2 separate regions of the Hordeum vulgare genome follow, and region 1 is linked to region 2. A link is a contact called in public Hi-C data. All regions are on one chromosome and are shown on one strand. The core of a region is the stretch at or near the end of the contact, and the rest is flanking DNA. Distances in the headings are between cores, read along the strand shown.

Region 1 (4,778 bases), core at 2,091-4,590, 120 kb after region 2:
CATACCAAAATTCATCCCATGCTGAATAGTGATATGTGTGTTGATTTCTTGGTATAATTGTCGTTGATTTTTAAATTTGAAGCACGAACAGAGGAAATGTTTAACGACGATAGGGTCCCTGAGTGCGATTACTGCACCGAGGACACGGATATATGCGACTGTTATCCTCACCTAGACAATGGTACGTCCTCCACCGTCGATTTTTAATATTTGAAGCATGAACAGAGGAAATGTTTAACGACGATAGGATCCCTGAGTGCGATTACTGCACCGAGGACAGGGATATATGCGACTGTTATCCTCACCTAAACAATGGTACGTCCTCCACCGTCACGCTAAAAGAGGCTTCCAAATTATTACCGTATGTAACGACGACATGTATTTTTTTGTAGTAAAGCATGACATGTCCTTTTTGCTTTAACTAACCTGTAATTTTTTTATAATTCGACTAGTGCATTCACTACCATGCAAGACTACATGTCTTGGACAAGTTCCATTTCAAAGATATGGAGAGTGCGGAGACCGGGAGAGGTCACCTAAGGAAGAAACTTTTCACTTCTAATGTTAAGCTAAAAACTGTAGTAGATCACACATATTTGGGTTGTTCCAGTTGGAGAGCGTTATGCAAGGCCTAAGGGTTTGAGGAGGACATGCAAATAACCTTTGATCTTGGTCATAACGATGATCGTAAAAATATTATCGAAATTCGGTTGTATGTGGGTCACTTGATTCCAGTTCTACCTCCATGTGAGTTTGTCAACGAATATTTTAAGTAATTTATATTACTTATTGAATAATATCTGGTTCTCATCCCGACTAAACTTGTTTGTTTTTAATTATCAACTTATTTCTTATCTCCAAAAAATACACACATGATAGTAGTCCAGACCTACTACACTGAAGGCTTCGAGCTAACTTGGTCGGAAAAAAAATATCCGATCTCATTTATTAATGATGTTGAGCATTTTAGGACCAATTACCTAATTGGCGACAATTACACTAGATACGTGTCACTAATGCATGAGTTGAACCATGTTAACATCACTTCAGATATCATTGTAAAATATTTTTTACTATTATGTCACTAGCCCATCTTTTGCATATATTCTTCTTAAGCAAAACTAGATTCCAAACTATGTTATTATTATGTTCTTCAACAAAAACTCCCATCCGAGATTGTGCCTAACATGATGCTTATGAAAGGTTGTTTGGATATTGTTAGCTTACGATCAATTTTGCCGGTAAGTTTCCCAAGTTCATACTCGATGTATCGAAGGGATGGAACCCTGAAAATTGAAGGATGGAGCAAAGAAATAAAAGCATACATGCAACCACTTGGCAAAGACAATAAGGATTTACGCAGGCCACGGGTTGGAGATAGGTTGATTTGTATTCTTCATAGGGGATATGGAGAAGTTTATCTTTTTATACTATTTTACCAAGAAAAGAGTAGTAGGTTCTAGCTAGTACCCATCATGTTGTAGAATGATGATGAGTTATTTAATTATTATGATAGCAATTAGTTAGTGTTGGTTAACTTGTGATATGCTAGATGATGAGTTCGTATATGACTATGAGGATGAGTTATGATGAGTTATGATAATATGATGAGTTGTTATATCACTAAGTGGAAAAAGATGGATTAGATTATAATTGATGGATCCAATTAACCAAGTTGAATTAGTAGGACGATATGATGTTGAGACGTCATACAAGTGTGCCTATCATTCAACATTTTTGTGTCATCCGAACATCATATCGTCCTACCAATCCAACTTGGTCAATTGGAACTATCCAATTCAATCTAATTAGTGTTTCATTCGCTACCTCTTCGTTGCCGCCATATAAAAAATTGTATAACGGTGTATAAATTAAAAAATTACAAATACATAGTAGTGACGCTGGACAGAAACAATCGTTGTTGTTACTTAGCAGTGGCGCGTGTAAAACAAACGCTCTGTTGACCCATTACATTTACGAGCAACTAGAAATTAGCTTATGGTTTTGCTTCGTTCTCGGTGGTTAAACACAAGAATGGCTGTTGGCCGACTTCGAGCTCCGACGAGAGGCTGCAAAATTTCATGTTTTGACCCTTTTGTAATAGTTGATCGAGATCTGATCTTGATTTGTAAAAAAATTAGGATCTGATCATTTTTCTACCGTCGGGGTCTATAGCGGTAGGGTATAGCAACCTACTGCCACGGTTCCTGACGGTAAGAAACTTATCCACATCAGCGCGACGGAACCTTGTCAAATAGGCTTTCTATAACCTGTACAACTCTACCGTTAAGGTGCCCGATAGTAGATGCGAACACACATTGTATCTGATACTTAAAAAAAATACAATAGGGCATGCACCCCTACCGCCAGGATCTTTGGTGGTAGGCTGTTATAGCCTACCGTCATGGACCCGGATTATAAAAAAAAATCAGATCCCTAAATTTTTGTAAGAGCATGGTTAATAACAAAGCCTGCTGCTGGCTATATGTCAATGCCATGTTACATACAGCCCTTATAAAAGTCTACTAGTACAATAGCTTGGCTGTAAACTAGCTAGTACTATTTAATGTTTGCATGTAAAGGAAGGCAAGAATACACTCTTGATTGGTTACAGGAAAATGAACGACTGCTCACACCGGTGCATGTTGCTGTTTTTCTTGTTTCTTGCGTTGTAGTCGGCGACAACCGGAGCCCCCGCTCCCTTCTTTTTCCTTCACTCTCTCTCCTCCAGCAGTGATTTTCGATGACGTGGTACTACTTATAGCCTATTATACTTGCTCTAAACTATGGTTAAATCTCTATCAACTTTGCGCCTCATCTGCACCCCCGCGCACTGTACACTATGTGCCCCCTTCTCTCTTTTCAGTTTCCTGTGGAATCGCGGGGGTAGAAACAGTGCTTTTGCTCGCTACGAAAACCCAGTAAAACTCCTTAAATCCAAACGTGAGCGCTGTAGAAACAAGAGCGCTTCCTTGGACGGTAACGCGGCAGAAACAGTAAAAAGCCGAACAAGACGGGCACGGTAAAAAAAAAAGAAGTTGCACAGTTCCGGTATGCGCTTCCAGTCCTTTCTGGAAGCGCCTTTGCCCCGTTTCATCTCCTGCCAGGCGCGGGGCCCACCCCACGCACCCACATGCCCCAGAGCCAGAGCCAGGGCGAGTCCGTCAAGCCCGCGCGTGACCTCTCCATCCGGCGGCTCGGGTCGCGCCCAATCCAAGCGTCGCAGCATCCCAGCCGTCCACACGCACAGCACCCACGCGGAAGCGGAACCAGCGTCTCCACGGGGGCCCACCCGTCAGCGGTCATCGTCACTGACACCCCCCCCCCCCCCCCCCCACGACGCACACTGTCGCACGCGCCTCCTCCTCCGGTCATCCCACTCTACCCTCTGGCCTCCGTCGCTCGCCGGTTCTGCTTGCATGCACCGGCAGCGGCGGCCTCCTCCAGGATCAAGAGCCCCAACCAACTTTTTTTTTTTAAGAACCCCGGCCAGACTCCCCCTCACCGGTTCTTCTTGCCGCTGCCGCCGCTCGCCTGAGGACGGAGGACGGAGGGAGGGGCGGCTCCTGCTGCTGCTGCTTCATCCTTGCCCGCGAAGCTGCCGCCGCTCGCCTGAGGCAGGGGAGGCCATGGATCCGGGCGCCGGCGACGAGGACCCGGGCTTGTGGGACCTGTTCCGGCACTACGACGAGCTCTACTTCCGCTGCGCGCTCGCCGACGCCGCCTTCTCCGTCGAGTGGGTCTCCCCGCGCACCAAGGCGATCACGTACGTACGCCCCTTCCACTCCCGTCCCTTTGATTTTTTTTTTCTTTTTTTCTTTTTTCGTGGGCTGGGGGTTGGGGTGGGCGCCAGGATTTTGCTGGAGCCCCCGTCAGGAGATGGCTTGCTCGCTGGATTTATTTTAGCGTCTCTCAGGAATGATCCCTGCATAGGATCGTGCTGCCGTAGATTCTTCCGAATCGCCTCAAAAGAAGTTTGGTAATTATTTAGCATTTGACGGTTCGATCGACATGGCAGATTTTGATTTTCGTTCCGGTCCAAGTCGAATCTTTTGTCCGATGGTGCAATGACTTCGAATCCTGATGTTTTTTCTTCTTTTCAAATACAGCATTTTCCCCCATTGACTGCTTGCTGAGCATTTTCTTACTGTATGTTGATTGATCCTGGCCTATAAAACACGTGTTAGTTGCTATTTTCTCAATTATTAAATTGTACTCCCTCTGCAAAGAAATAAATATAAAAGCGTTTAGATCACTAATTTAATTGCTAAATTAGTGGTCTAGACGCTTTTATATTTCTTTACGTTGGGAGTACTTAGTTTACATGAAAATAAAATAAAATAGTAAGCACTGATTCGGTTGCACATAAGCAGGTGTTTCGGATCCTGTTCCTTTGGAGACCTGCACAGAATAACACTCTACAAGCCAGCGCTGCAGTATCGCACGAATGCTGATACGAAGAACGCCCTGCTGCATCTGATGATTCACGCAATCATATTTCTAAAGCATGGTCTGACGAGCCTCGGGTAAAATACTTGTATCCATTTAAGTAAGATTGTGTGCTCCAAATTTTAGCCTTCTCATAGCCTGCCTGCCTGCTGCTTATTTTCTCTGCATTAATGCAGCCATGGCCCTGTTTTTCGTGATTGGATGGATGCTATCAACACTTGCCCCTGCGAGGATCACGCGGTTAGTATTCTCTGGCAGATATGTTCGTAACCATTACAGACCACTGATGATCCTGGCTTTTGCTTGCGCCACCCTAACCTGCAGAGACC
Region 2 (5,318 bases), core at 1,412-3,911:
GCGCAGGGTGCGTCGTCGTTGAGGTCACTGATGGGCTCGCTCTCGTGTCATAGCAGGTGGATCTCACTTAATTTTTCAACCGATGTCCCTACAGATGATAAGATATCAAAGGATTATATCATGAGCTCGTCTAGCATTTGGTTCTCCATGTGCTGATGCAAATGAAGAAAGATGGTACCGCTTATCTGGTCACGAAGTAGAACGGGCCAACGTTGGTCAACCGCTATTTTGTTGTCTCACCGGCGGCAAAAAAATTACGAGGGACGACGCCGGGCCAGCCAACCGGTGACGAAAGAAACTCCGAAGAGATTGAACAATTAGATAGAGAAAAGAAAGACCAGCTTGTTTTGTTATTGGTAACTAGATGGTACAAATAAAAGCTTTTTTCACGTAGAGAGACTAGCTATGTTCGTTAGTAGCCGGATAAGGATGACGTACCATGGATTCAAAATAAGGGATAAGCTCACGATGGGACCATCAATTCTAAACGGATCTGGTGGAACCTCATTTAGCCCGTTATAAGTTCTCGAGACAATCTAGGATAAAGGTTATGCTCCATCCGTGCACATCAGATCAACGGTGGATTCTTAGGTGGTAACTATCAATAGGTGGTAGAATCTATTTTCCCTATATATATATATATATATATATATATATATATATATATATATATATATATATATATATATATATATATATATATATATATATATATATATATATATATATATATGATAAATTTTATCTACCACCGGTGGTAGTTACCATCACTTGCGTTTTGTATGTTGTATGCAGTATCTATCAAATTGAAGAGTATGTACGCTTAGTATGTACTATATAGTAATGTTTAGGTAGTATATATACCATTTTTTGGGTAGTATGTATCATATTTTGTGGATGTTATTTTTTACGTACAAAAATATATGTATTTCACAAATATAATAAAACTATGGGCTAACTTGTAATTTTTTTTTCATGTAACTCACTTTGAAAAATCTTATATATAATATACAAACATAATAAAAATGATAAATTAATATATATACTACCGCATGATAGTATATAGAACATATGGGGTAACTACCCCTGGATGGTAGGATGTATTTTTTCTATATATATATATATCGAATGAAATGCATGAATTGATTTCATATGCCACTAGCGCAAAATGATGTTATCAAGACCCGCCTATCACACATGATAGAAAATAAATGGTGTGTGATGTAACATTGCACATAGTTCAGAAATAAAGTGTTTGTGATGTTGTAATATCACACATGGTTTTAAAAATGTAATTCTGTATGATGTCGTGCACACATGTTTTACAAAAGATGTGTATATATGATGTAGCCTATCATTACACATGTTTTTAAAGATGCAAATGTGTGCAATGTTGTGCACATAATTTTGGCAAACGACGTGTAGTTGTGATGTTGCCTATCCTTGCACATGATTTCAAATATGCAAAACGTATGTTATACTTGTGCACACGGTTTTTGTAAAAGAAATAGTCACAAACAAACACAACTCCACAAGACGCTAGCCAACCAAGACAAAACTAAGATGACTGTACGGCAAACCCTATTTAGGGTTTTGATAGTGTTGGTTTTAGTTTTTTTGCAACCCGACGTTTACAACGCATTAGACGGGCTTGGCCCGTTTTGATAGTGTGTTTTTTTCCTGATTTTCAATGCGTAAATTTTTTGTAAGAGCTGGGAATCGAACCGGGATCTTCTGATTCACTCTGCACTCGGATAACCACCCGATCAAGAGAACTTAATGTAAAAATTTACATCATGCCATTTTGTTACCTTACACTGCCGTTTTTTGTTTTTTCTGTTTTTCATTTTTCTTCTGTTTTTCGTTTTTTCTGTTTTTGCTTTATCTTACCATCAATTGGATGAACTTTTTTCTAATTCAATTGAATTTTTACTATTGATGAACGTTTTTCAAATTTGATATTTTTTAAAAAAATTTGATGAACTTTATCCAAATACGATGATCTATTTTCAAGATCAATGGATTTTTCCTTCAAATTTGTGAACTTCTTCAAAATTGATGAACTATTTTTGAAGCTCGATGAATTTTTTTGTCAAAGTCGATGCACTTTTTGCCAAAATCGATGATTTTTTTTCAAAAGCGATGAACTTTTTTTTGTCAAATTCAATGAACTTTTTGCCAAAATCGATGAACTTTTTTCGAAACCAGTGAACTTTTTGAAATGATGAACATTTTAAATATTTTCAGAAAGCTTTTCCAAAATTGGTGAACTTTTTTAAGTTTTGTGAACTTCTCTTCAAAAGCGGTGAACTATTGCCCAAAATCAAGGAACATTTTTAAATTCATGATTTCTTAAAAAGAAAAAAAAATAAGTGGTAAATAAATATCCCAGCTATACTTGTTCTTAGAATTTAGCCCTTCTAAAATCACAAGTGTGCAATGGCTGTTTCGATTAGCTAAGCTCGAACAAGGACGTGGCGATGTGAGTTTGGTTCTTGGGGGAACCATTTTTTTGTTGTTGCGTTTTTCTTGCAAATTTTGTTCGCTGCACACAACCTTCGTGAGCCAGCCCAACAATGCATTGCAACGGGCGCCAGCTACATGTTCAGCTGCTTAAGGCGCCGAACAGGAGCTCCCTGGCTGAACGCCATTGCAATAGCTTTGCTCACTGGGCCATCCTTTATTATTGGGCCAAATCTTTAGAGAAAAATCTAGATAAGAATACGGGCCATGGCTCACTTTGTCTTCAAGATTGAAGCGAGAAAATATAAGTGAAGAATGGTGAATAAATATTCTCTTTGGTTAGCCGTGATATACCGAGCCATGTTAGTGTGATTGTGCAAAAATATGATTTAATTTGATAACCCTTATTCGGCAAGCACATACAAAAGAAAAATATATATGATAAGTCAGTAAAAGGTGAGGCGGATGATACGATTTTCACAAAAACCATTAGAAGAATAAGAGGTGACAAAGAAAAAAAAATAGAGAGAGAAAAGAAAGGAAGAGGAGAAAGTACATAAGATTGATGGTAGAAAATAAAACCAGAGGAGCTCTACACGTTTTTTACTTTGAGATAATATCACGTCTGGTGCTTGAACTAAACACGGATGTTCAGTTTAGTCTGTGAACTTGAAAAATACGTCAAATGGTTCTAAAACTTGATATGGATGTGCAAATACGGTGCTAATTTCATTTTGTAAATGTAAAGTATGCTGATTTGGCACCGTGTTTGGATGATGTGGCATGGGGTCCACTTCTAGCAATGAAACGGGATTTCAATTAAAAATTGTGTCTCTATGACTACTCGGTCCTGCCATTCAGTAGAGAAATTAAATTCAAATGAAAAATAATGCCCGACATGTATCTAATGTGCGACCTGCAGCATTAGAGTTACATGTGCACTAACGAGTATTTGAAAAATATTAAACAAGTATTTGAAAATGTTGAATATGTATTAGAAATATTGACCATGGTTTTGAAAAATGTTGAATAAGTACTAAAAGATGTTGAACGGTTATTCAAAAAATGTGAACAAGGATTTGAAAATATTGAATAAGTACTAAAAATGTTAAACTAGTATTTTAAAAATGTTAAATAAGTAATAAAAATGTTGAGAAAATATTCGAAAAATGTTGAACAAGTATTTGAAAATATCGAATTAGTATTAAAATGTCAAACAAGTATTTAAAAAATATTGGTTAATCGTTTGGACAATGTGGGACGTGTATATACAAATAATGTTGATCACTTATTAAAGAAAATGTTATTAAAATATATGAAAATATAGATAGAATACAAAAACGAACATAAAAAATGGACATGAAAAAGGAAAATATAAAAATTTAAGAAAAATACAAAAAACAAATAAATTAAAAACATGAGTAGAAAATGAAAAGAAAAATAAAAGGTATAAAAAAGAAAAGAAAAACATCAAAAAAGAAAAACAGAAAACCACTGTTCGAGTTCTTCCGAGGACCTTAACTACGACCGGCCCTGCTAGCACCTTTGAACTCTTCCGAGGAAACCACTGTTTGAGTTCCTCTGTAGTTATCCTTTATATGGGTTCACCGTGGAACTAAGGCGAGAAATAGTCGACGCACAATCCGGTGCGGCTATATGTGTCGCCTGTGGTATCTCATAATTGGACCAGGCCAGGACCTGGTGGGAGCATTGACTCCAAAGCACACGCATTTTTTTGTTTTATTACTTTCGTTTGTATTTCTAACATGAAAAATATATTCACAAATGTTCGCCACAGGTTCCAAAAATGATAATGAAGTGTTAACTAAAGTTTTTTGCAGCTTTTCAAAAATAAGAATGTTCCTGTGCTTCAAAAAAATGTAAGCCAAAATTTTAAGAAATGTTCTTACATTGTTCAGACAAATGTTTAGGTAATGCATTGACTCCAAAGCACATGTATTTTTTTTGTTTTACTACTTTTGTTTGTATTTCTAATATGAAAAATATATTCACAAATGTTCACCACAGGTTCCAGAAATGATAATTAAGTGTTAAAAAAAAGTTTGTGCAGCTTTTCAAAAAAAAAAGAATGTCCTGTGTTTCACAAAAATGTAAGCCGAAATTTTAAGAAATGTGCTTACATTTTTCAGACAAATTTATACGCAATGCAAAAAACATGTTCCGTATCACTAAAAAAATGCATGCATTTAAATGTACTTTCACGGCATTTTTAAATAATTTTATATAATGTAAGAGAAATGATTGTGTGTTATGAAAAATGTTGCTTACCATTCCCAAAAAGAACATAACATTAGAGAGAGATACTTGCATTTCGGAAAAATGTTCACGACATTTTTAGAAATGATTATACAATTTTCAAAATATTTCCATGGTTTAACAAAAATGATTCGTGCCAACTAAAAAAATCTTGAGCATGTAACTGAAAAGTTGTTTAACACATATAAAAAAAATGGTGGAAACAAGTATTTTAAAAAATTGTACATCATTGTATATGGAAAATGTTGAAAATTTAATGTATAATATGTTTTGAGAAAAGAAATTGCGTGTTGAAAACACAAAAGAAAAACAAAGAAAACCATGAAAGAAACACCAAAAAATATATAAAACAAAAAGGCCGAAGAAACCATAAAGAAACGCAGAAGAAATTGAATGCCAAAGAAAAAAAGAAACTCCATCAAGAAACGTGGAAAACCGGTGAAAACGAAGAGAACGAAGAAACGAACCCAAAGGAACGAACAGAAAATCAAAAAGTGTACATTCATTACTGGAACGGTCCACTGACTGCAACTGTAGGCAAGTCAGGGATACATCTCTCAGTAGGCGATATAAAGCGA

What was found. Hi-C and Micro-C count contacts between places; a contact is called where the count stands out from the background.
Region 1: a contact with region 2 is called in a Hi-C map of seedling, with 2.6 times the contacts expected there. The contact joins the promoter of LOC123401759 here to the enhancer-like site in region 2. A contact is called at or near these places in 2 of 6 Hi-C or Micro-C datasets (leaf and seedling).

What each region holds. Positions count from the first base shown.
Region 1 is chr6H:517,232,974-517,237,751 of MorexV3_pseudomolecules_assembly, forward strand. It overlaps LOC123401759, which reads left to right and starts at 3,341. Exons shown (of 8, transcript XR_006611180.1): 1 at 3,341-3,766; 2 at 4,374-4,526; 3 at 4,626-4,689; 4 at 4,774-4,778.
Region 2 is chr6H:517,110,505-517,115,822 of MorexV3_pseudomolecules_assembly, forward strand. No RefSeq gene overlaps it. Among protein-coding and RNA genes, the nearest start is that of LOC123404133, 25 kb to the right of the region's middle. Within about 2 kb of position 2,662, at least 3 of the 3 cell types and tissues checked have open chromatin away from gene starts, as enhancers often do. A contact at or near this core is called in leaf and seedling, where this site is marked.